2 separate regions of the Mus musculus genome follow, and region 1 is linked to region 2. The links are chromatin contacts, called in public Hi-C maps. All regions are on one chromosome and are shown on one strand. The core of a region is the stretch at or near the end of the contact, and the rest is flanking DNA. Distances in the headings are between cores, read along the strand shown. Region 1 has its middle 11 kb from the start of Plaat1. Region 2 has its middle 6.3 kb from the start of Mir690.

What was found. Hi-C and Micro-C count contacts between places; a contact is called where the count stands out from the background.
Region 1: a Hi-C map of cerebral cortex shows a contact between it and region 2, with 1.9 times the contacts expected there. The contact joins two enhancer-like sites. A contact is called at or near these places in 7 of 39 promoter capture datasets (embryonic stem cells, hippocampal neurons, liver and 1 more), 1 of 484 Hi-C or Micro-C datasets (cerebral cortex), 2 of 115 datasets of contacts at active chromatin or transcription factors (embryonic forebrain and embryonic stem cells) and 1 of 9 other capture datasets (adipose tissue).

The regions. Positions count from the first base shown.
Region 1 is chr16:29,196,990-29,201,579 of GRCm38.p6, forward strand. No RefSeq gene overlaps it. Among named protein-coding and RNA genes, the nearest start is that of Plaat1, 11 kb to the right of the region's middle. Within about 2 kb of position 1,687, at least 31 of the 459 cell types and tissues checked have an H3K27ac peak or open chromatin away from gene starts, as enhancers often do. A contact at or near this core is called in cerebral cortex, where this site is marked.
Region 2 is chr16:28,591,636-28,595,939 of GRCm38.p6, forward strand. It overlaps a transcript of Fgf12 not described here. Among named protein-coding and RNA genes, the nearest start is that of Mir690, 6.3 kb to the right of the region's middle. Within about 2 kb of position 1,601, at least 24 of the 459 cell types and tissues checked have an H3K27ac peak or open chromatin away from gene starts, as enhancers often do. A contact at or near this core is called in cerebral cortex, where this site is marked.

The DNA.
Region 1 (4,590 bases), core at 437-2,936, 610 kb after region 2:
CCTCAGAAGCTAAGCTCCAAGCAGGGACAGCGGCTGCCTATCATGCTAGCCGTCAGGAAGCTGAGATGAAGGATCCCCGGAGCTAACTAGACTAGCTGAACTCCTGAACTGTGAATTCAGTGAGAGAGCTGGCCTCAGTATATAAGGCTTTTGTGATTGAGAAAGAAGCCCCAGGCTTCCACAAGCATCTGTTCACAACACAAGTACACGTGCACACATGCAAACACAGATACACACACACATGCATATCCCCCTCATATAGACACAAATCACACACACACATATAACAGATACACATATTCCCTTATACACACACACACACAAGATTGGTCTTTGCTCTCTCATCAAACCTGAATAAGGATCTGAAATAAATGGGCAATGTTGGCCTCTCACTTCTGCCCTTGTCTCGCCCCAGTGCCCGCTGCCAGCACAGCAGCCTGGCTCGGGAGACCTCTCGCATCCTTCCTTCTTTTGGCTGGTTAGAGAGAACATGACTCTGGCCATTTTTCTTCATTCTCCCCTTTGCCTTACCCTTCTACCAACCTTCCTTAATCATGGAAATGTATAAGCGATTTCCCCACATAATGACCTGAAAAGGTTTTCATTTCATAAAAGTTATTAAATTGGAAAGGTAAGTCATATAAATGGCTGTGTTTTCAAGATGTGAAGGGCAGGAAAAAGCAGAGCATTGACGGATGACGATGTCCTGAGATCTCCTGGGTTAGAGAACCTCTACTCCGCCATGGGAGAGCTGCAGTGGGATGCAGTAGTCCTGGCATTTTATTGACATTCTCATTTTATTAATCTTACTTTTCTCATCTTCATGTCTCCCTCTCCACAGACTAGGAAATCAAATGCCTACCCAGATCCCTTGATGGTAGGGGACAGTCCTTGCTCTAGTTCTTGTCAGTACAGTGTAAAAGGAAGCCTTCTGGGGAGCTCATTCTAGAGAAATACTTGTGCGGAAAGACCAGTGCCTACTGATTCTCCTCTCTGAAAGCAGCGTGTGAGCACAAGGCAGTGGGAGCTGCGGCAGCCTTTTTGCCTCAAGGAGGAGACAGTCCAGAAAACGGCTGAGAGACTGACAGAGGATTTTGTGTCACTCACTTACTTAACACCTGCTCATTATGTATCAGACATCATGTTCTTTCTACAAGGTACAAATCATGTCCCTGTGTGTGAGGAGCTCCCTTCCCATAGTGGAAAGAGTGACTGATAACCAATGTGGATCAGGCACGGTTCAGAGTTACAGTAAAACTGTTAACATAAGCCAGTGTGAGAGTAGTGTGATAGTTTGTATAGACTGGTTAGAGAAAGTCTAACTAAGGCCTGGCATCTGAGAGACTTGGAAGATCAGGCAGGTAGCTCTTTGGGGACAGGAAGGAGAAAGTGCTCCAGAAAAAGGGAACAGCAGACGCAAGTCGCAAGTCTGGAGGGGAGGCAAGCACTGACAATTCCAGAAGCAGATGGGCCAAGCTTGAGCAGCAGGAAAGTAAAGGAGATAACAGACCTTAGAGGCTTGAAAACTGATGGAGATTGGAGACTGGAATGCAGTCACTGGAGGGATGGGGGAGGGGAGCAATGTTGTTTTTGACATTTCACAGAAGCCTTCTGACTACTGGGTGTGAGTGCTTCACAGAGTGAGGGAATAGACAGAAACATTTGGAAAATAAGGCAAGGATTAACAGTGCCTGGCGAGAGGCAAGAGGGATGAGAGGCGGGAGAAAGAGAACTGGCTGCATTCCTGGAGGACGGCTGAGGATCTGCTCACACACCAGGCCTACAAGGCGGGGCTTCAGTTTCCTTAACAGCTGCAAACCGAGCCTCTCCTCCCTCCATGTGCCTTCTGATACAGCTTAATGTATTAATTCAGCCGGGGTGAAACTAGTGTTAGTGCCCATGTTCTACCCCGGCCCCCAAGTCTTTTGGCTCAAGCAGAACAACTGGAACTGTAGATTGCACTAAACATTTGGACAAAAGCTTTAGCTACAACATCCACTTGATTATTGAGCTTCATTAAAATATTAATCAGGGTTAACATGAATTTCAAATCCTGAGGATCTCCTTGGATAAAAGTCATGAAAGCCATTCACCTGAATCCAGATTAGAATACAGAACTCCCTGAGCTACTTTACCACCAGTCTTCCATGGGAAGCGGCCAAACCAGTGTCCCGACAAGACACTTCCCAGACAACAAGACCTTCCCAGACACTTGCTAAGTCTTCCCCCAACCCGCTCTGCTTTCCTTGTGCAGGCAGGCCTTCAGTGGACTGGGTCAGGGTGCATGCCCTGCCTCAGTGGCTCTCAGACAGCAAGGATGACAGAAAAGAGATTTGTTGATTGGACTTTATCATGAAGGATTAATTGCGTCGGAGCAAAGAGAAACCAGGCACACAGCAAAAAGGGCCACGTAATGCATTTGAGAGTCACCAGCGTGATCTAGTAGTGGTGGGAAAATACAATGAGTCTAGTTCAAGACTGTGCACACTGTGTGCACTCCACATTAAAGATGGCGATAAGCACAAATAAAGCCCTTTTTTGAAAGCTCTGCGCAGCCACAGCGGAGCTATGCACGATGCAACCGCTACACAATGACGGTTCCATAAACACTTAAATAATTTACAGAGCTATTAAGACTTTTAAACAGGTGCAAGTGCTGTGCTAGTATAATTGCGGTGTCAATGACACTAACTTTGTCAGTGTTTGTAGGGTTATAGGTCCCACGTCTGCTCTGCCACAGAACTTGGCCACTCGGGGAGGCGGGACTCAGGAAGTTTGATCCCGCTTACCCCACACTATTGCCAGGTGGGTGTCAGACTGTAGGGAAGCCATGGATCACTGCTCGGGGTGTAAGTCTGAGGGGGTAAGATAGCTGGAGCTAGTTCGGGGTTCCGGGCCATCTCGAGGCTGGGCCCTCTCTTTCTCTTTCTCAAGCTCCCAGACACTCACATGTAGCTGGGAGCCTCAGAAGAGCTGAGAACAGAGAAGAACTGAGAACAGAGTGGAGGCCTGAGGGCTGGATCTAGCTCTGGGGCCAAGGGGGGAAAGGGCGGTGCTCTGGCTGGTCCTGCAGGGATAGAATCAGCTTGAGCTTGTAGCTGGGAGTGCAAAGAGGCCTTCTATGGGAGATTAGATGGTGTCTCTATAAAGCGAAGGCCTCCATGACTCCCTATGGTGAATCCCAAGGAAAAGAGACAGTTCATGGTTTTAAGACATTTATTGTCATGGCGGAAAGTGGATGAGTAAAACCATACCCAACTCCTCAGGTGGCCCTGAGGTTAAATACCTTTTGCAGGGAGGGGTGTTTGGGGAAGGAGAGTTTATTGGCTAAGCCTCCAGGTCTTTAGGTACATCATTAAAATGGAGATCTGTCTTGAGCCTACATGACCTGTGGTCATGATCTCTACTTGTAGAGGGGCTTGGGGCATTGCCCTTACTTGACTGATGGCCACAAATCTTTAGAGGGCTGCAGCCAGTGTCAGGAGCATGGTGCCTGCAGGTGAACCGTCTACCATCCCTTCATAGTCACTGGAGTTTCTAGCCTTTGCTCAACCAGGAACCAGGCTGCCTTTCAAGGTCTTACAAGTGTTTGCACTATTGTGATAAACACCATGACAAGAAAAGCAGTGTGTGAAAGAAAGACCTATTTTAGCATACAGTTCCATGTCCCAGCCTGCAAGAAAGTCAAAGCAGGAACTCAAACAGGGCAGGAACCCTGCTGAGAGGAACCCTGAGAGGCTGAGACAGAGGTCATAGAAGAGTGCTGCTTACTAGTTAGCTCCTTGTGGTGTTTATAGCCTGCTGTCTTAATATCATCCAGGAACACCAGCCCAGAGGTGGCACCACCCTCATTATGCTGGGCTCTCCCCTATGGGTCCTTCTTCTTCCAGGGTTGATTGGTCACCGACACTAGAGGATGAAGAGAGCAGAGTCTACAACAGGGTTGGGAATGTCCCGAGAGTATGAATGGAAATGGCAACACATTCTGGAATCAGTTGTGAGGAGAGAGATCAATTTTACTCTGGGTGAATCGAGGATTATATAGTTTTGGGGATGGGGATAGTGTATCCATGGTGGGCAAAGGTCACTGGCTGAAGGCTAAGGCTCTGAGATGCCTGGTTAGCATGGGGAGTCACTCTAGGAATCTCAGGTACTTGCTGAATGGGTTCTTCTCAGGAGAAAGGAAGCTGAAACTGAAATCTAACCAAGGCTTCGTGACAGTCCACAGGTAGAGGGTGTAGGGGTTTCAGACTCCCCAGACAAGGTCAACGGAAAAGAAGCCCTGCTGATGAAGAGAGCCTGCCATTTTGTACCAAGCTCAAGGCATTTTGGTCATGTCAGACTTTGACCTTAGAGAGTCAGGCAACACTCCCCCATCAATCATTAACTGATAAAATGCACTTCAGAGTCATCCACAGGCCAATTTAATGAAGACATTTTTTTCCAATTGAGAGTTCTTCTTCCCAAGTTCTAAGCTGTGTTAAGGTGACATAAAATTAACCAATGCAATGGAGACCTTGTCAATTTGAAACACAAAAATGTCACTATAAAACTGTAACTTTTCATTTCTTGTTCATCCCCAAGAACTCA
Region 2 (4,304 bases), core at 351-2,850:
TGTTTTAATGCAGCATCTGCATCAAATGAGGAAGGGCCGGGGACTTAACCGTTATCTTATCACTCCCTAAGGAGGAAAGCTGTCATGGTAACGTCTAGGGATACCACCTCCACTAGGAGTGGACCAGTGACAGTGTGAACACAGCTACACCCTGAGCGGCCACAAGTCACAGTCGGCAAGTGCATGTAGAGGCTGCTGAAACAGAATGAACCTATGCAGTTGCTCAGCACTCAACTCTACCATCACCAATTGCTACTAGGAAGCTCGCGCATGCGCGGCAGCAGTTAACACTTGAGGCAGGCTACTTGGAATACAATTCTTTTTTCCACAGATTCAGTCCCCCCCCCCCCCCACACACACACAGACTGGTAAATAAATTGATCTAATCTCAGAATGAAGGGAAGTGTGTGTGCAGCATGTGTTTGCTTGTGCGAGATCTCAGTATGATTACATTTTTCAAAGTTTTTGTTCTTTGAAACTATCAGAGATCGATTCTGAAAATAAGGTCCTGTGTTCCATTTGGACACGGGCTGCTGCTTCGGGGCTGAATGTTTCTAGCTCTTTGTGCTTCAGGGAGATTTTCCGTGAAGATTTAGGAAGATTTTCCCTGCAGGAGCCAGCAGCCAGGGGGACGTAGATGCTTTGTGCTAGGCCTCACAAAATGCTAATTGGAATAGAATCCTTGTCTTGCTTACGGAAATAAGCTTAAAATACTTGATCCTTGAGGTCTCCACACTTACAGCGATCCATATAAAACAGAAACCATTGTTCACAGTTCATTATCAAATAAAGTGCTGCTCCCAAGATAAGCTTGGGCAAGTTAAGGCCCGATGGGCCGTAAATGCAGCCTTGAGCTCGACACTCTATGCCATACTGGGGTGCTGTATATATTTTAAGTTTTTCTTTGATTGTGCAGAAACCTCAAGCAGAACTGAAACCAAGCCTCAAAGGAGGCTTCTGTACAGTGTGAATGTTTCCTAGGAATGTAAGCTCCTGGGACCACTGCTCTGGTCCTACCCCAGTCCATGCCACCCAATGTGGAACGCAGCCGCACCTCTGCTGACCTCTGAATGCTGAGTAGGGTCAGCCACACAAAGCCTTCTGAGCTGAGTTTTCCTCATAACAGATGCTCAGTGAATTGTGATTGTTTTTTTATCACCTGCTACACACACACACACACACACACACACACACGCCTGTCTCGAAAAACAAGCAAACAAACAAACATAACTGCTGTAATTCTTCAAATGGTATTACCAATCCTAGTCTCCAACATTTTCTAAGGTAAGAACGTTAACAACGCAAAGTCAGAACTCCAAAGCTGTATCCACAAACACCGGAAAAGCACAGCCTCATGGATACCTTGATTTCGAGGAGGCTGTTCCAAAATATTAGTTATGAGGCTGAAGGTTTGCATAACTTAGCTGTAGATGTCGATGCAAGTGTCAGCTGCAAATGTCCAGCCCCGCTGGATATGAAACATGGGTTATAGTCGCAGTGTGTTTTTTCTGTTAAGAAAATTCCTGTTTATAAATCTTTAAAAGTTTATAAAGCATTGAGCTACAAAACTCGGAACGCTGACAAGTACCAGAGCGACCACACGATGGCAGCAAAGCACAGCTAAACGAGGCAGAGGCGAGCCTATGGCTTCGCAGGAACACACCCACAAATTCCCCGTATTTTCCGGGAAGTTCGTGCTTATTAGTCAGCAAGATGACCATACTTCCGCAAAGCACTTCCACGTCCAGCAAACACTTCTTCCTCGCCTCTAGGTCACGCTTGTGAGTCCTGCAGTGTTAGAGCCTTCTGTGGGATAGGAACCCCAGGAAAGGGGAGGCCCAAGGAAAGGCAAAACTGCATGGGCGCGCGCGCACACACACACACACACACACGCACACACACACACACGTCACATCATCTATTACAGAAAGATTGAAAATAAATAAATAAATAAATAAATAAATAAAAGGAATATGCTCAGAAGAAACCTAATTCAACCTCAGAATGACATTTGCATTGCTGCATGCCTATAGCTAAAAGGTATGCAAACCTTCGGCCTCACAGGCAATGTTCTGAAGCAGCCTGCTCAAAATCGAGGTGTCCACGTGGCTGTGTTCTCCAGGTGTTTGTTGGGGACACAGCCTTGGAGAAAGGGGTGTTGACACTTTACTAATATGTACCAGTAGGCTCTTTGCCTCCGTCTTCACAGATAAGCCTTCCATGTGCCTCTTCAAGAGAGTTCTTAATTTGATTTAGCATCTACCCAAATCTGCAGGAATGGTCTTACCTGGGGAGGGACATCATCAAAGATCCTTTCCCAAGAATACCACATTTATGAGAGCCTAGAACTAGTATACGGACATTGGATATAATCTTTCAGGGCCTGCCATATGACGCTGGCAACATTCCCATGACCTTCCTCCCTCCTGCCTATGGGAAGTTTGCAGATATGTACAGTACCACCCTGCAGCCCATCCTCTTCTTTAGCTGTCTCATATAGTAAGTTCTGATTTGGACTCCAGTCTGATACCTTCCTGCTGTATCCATGTGTGGTTTTCCCTTAGGGTTGATCTCACATATAAAATTAGGCAGTTAGACAAGCCAGCTGTCATAAAATCAAAAGGGCACTGGAGCAAAAGGGAATGGCAAATGGAGCTGTTTCAGTGAAGTGAGGTCCCTATCGCCTGGTGATGACTGTTGGCTGTCACATTGTCTGAGCTCTCTTGTCGGTTGCATTAAACACTTGCCTTGTGTCAGACATTGCCCTAGATTGTAGGGATGCAATGATGGCCAAGAAAGATCCTCTCAGGGAACCCCATCTCAGTCAGATAGTCAGAGCCTTGATCTAGTGTTCAAGGTCTAAGGAAAGGGCAGGAAGGCATAAGGAGTCCCTCCACAGAACTGTGAGTCCTCAATGCAAGAATAAGTATTATTAGAGCCAGACAAGAGAAAATGGTAGATGCAGAAAAGTGACTGTGTTTAAAGATGCTCCCGTGGGAAACAGAGAAGAGATGGGTATCTCAGAATAAAGAATGCCACTAAAGGGCACTAAGCAAGGATCAAGGAAGGATCTTGTCCACAATCAATGGAAAAAGTCAGGTATTGAGAAACTGAGGTCAATTTACTACACGTCACACTTGTCATTCTTACCTTTTAAGATGCAGAAGTTAGTTACCCAAGGTCACGTGAAGAGAAAGGGGCGGAATGAAGATTTGAGCTCAGGTCTGCCTGACTCCAAGATATAAACACCACGGAGAAATGAATACGCTTAGAAGTGAGTTGGGGCTTTACTTTGGAAAGCGTGCTAACTTATATCTGTAATTTAGAACACTGTGAATAAACAATGATTGGAGAGGGACAAGATATAAGATGTAAGAAGAGGTTTTAAGAAAATGTTTAAGGGAAAAGCAAGGACTCTACCTGGGTTGTACCAGTGGCCATTTTGCAGAGGCCCTGGGTCTAGAGGCTACTGCATATATTTCTATACATAAATGACCTCAAAAGAAGAAAAAAAGGACAGTGACAATGTGATTTGCAGGCTCAAGCTTGGAAGGACAAACAGGCACAGAATGAGGAACACCAATGTCCCTTGTTTACAGTAGGGGACATCATAGCTGCTGCAGATTTACACGTCAGATTTGAGTTGCTCTTGGAAATGCAAGTATCCTTGGAGCAGTTTAATGAAAGCCATGTCTGTGTAGTTAGTCATCTGCATACAACAGGGTACACTGAGCAAGCATTTAGGACACATCTGCATCTCGCACTTATCAAAGAGCCTTCAGTTACAGATAAGTATTAATTGATGAAATTTCCAGAAACAAAGAAACATGGGAAAAAGGATAAGAGGCAAGAAGGAAGCTAACACAGTTCACGATGTATCAAGTTAGCTCTAATAGTGACCTCTGGTCTCTTGGCCTAAGTAAGTATAAACAGTTTGTCCAAACATTCGGCTACACCATGAAGTAGAAAACATTCCACCGTGTGAGTATCTGGAAACAAGGTTGAGACCTGTGTATTCATAGCACCATACTGTCCATAGCACATCTAGTGGGAAGCAGATTCCCCAACTTTAGCATCCTGGAAAACATGACCTTTATGACACCTTTTGTATAATGCTTGTAGTTTGACCATTTCTATAATCTGGGCAGTGCAGATAATCATAACATTGCATGTGGAAAAGAAAGAAAACTGGCACTCAGTCTTAGCAGCTCCCTTCTTAATAACCAATCCAAACCTGACTCTTCCCTTGGAACTCAGCCGAGGAACACAAACAAATCAAATAATGGCTCTATGGGTGTGCGAGG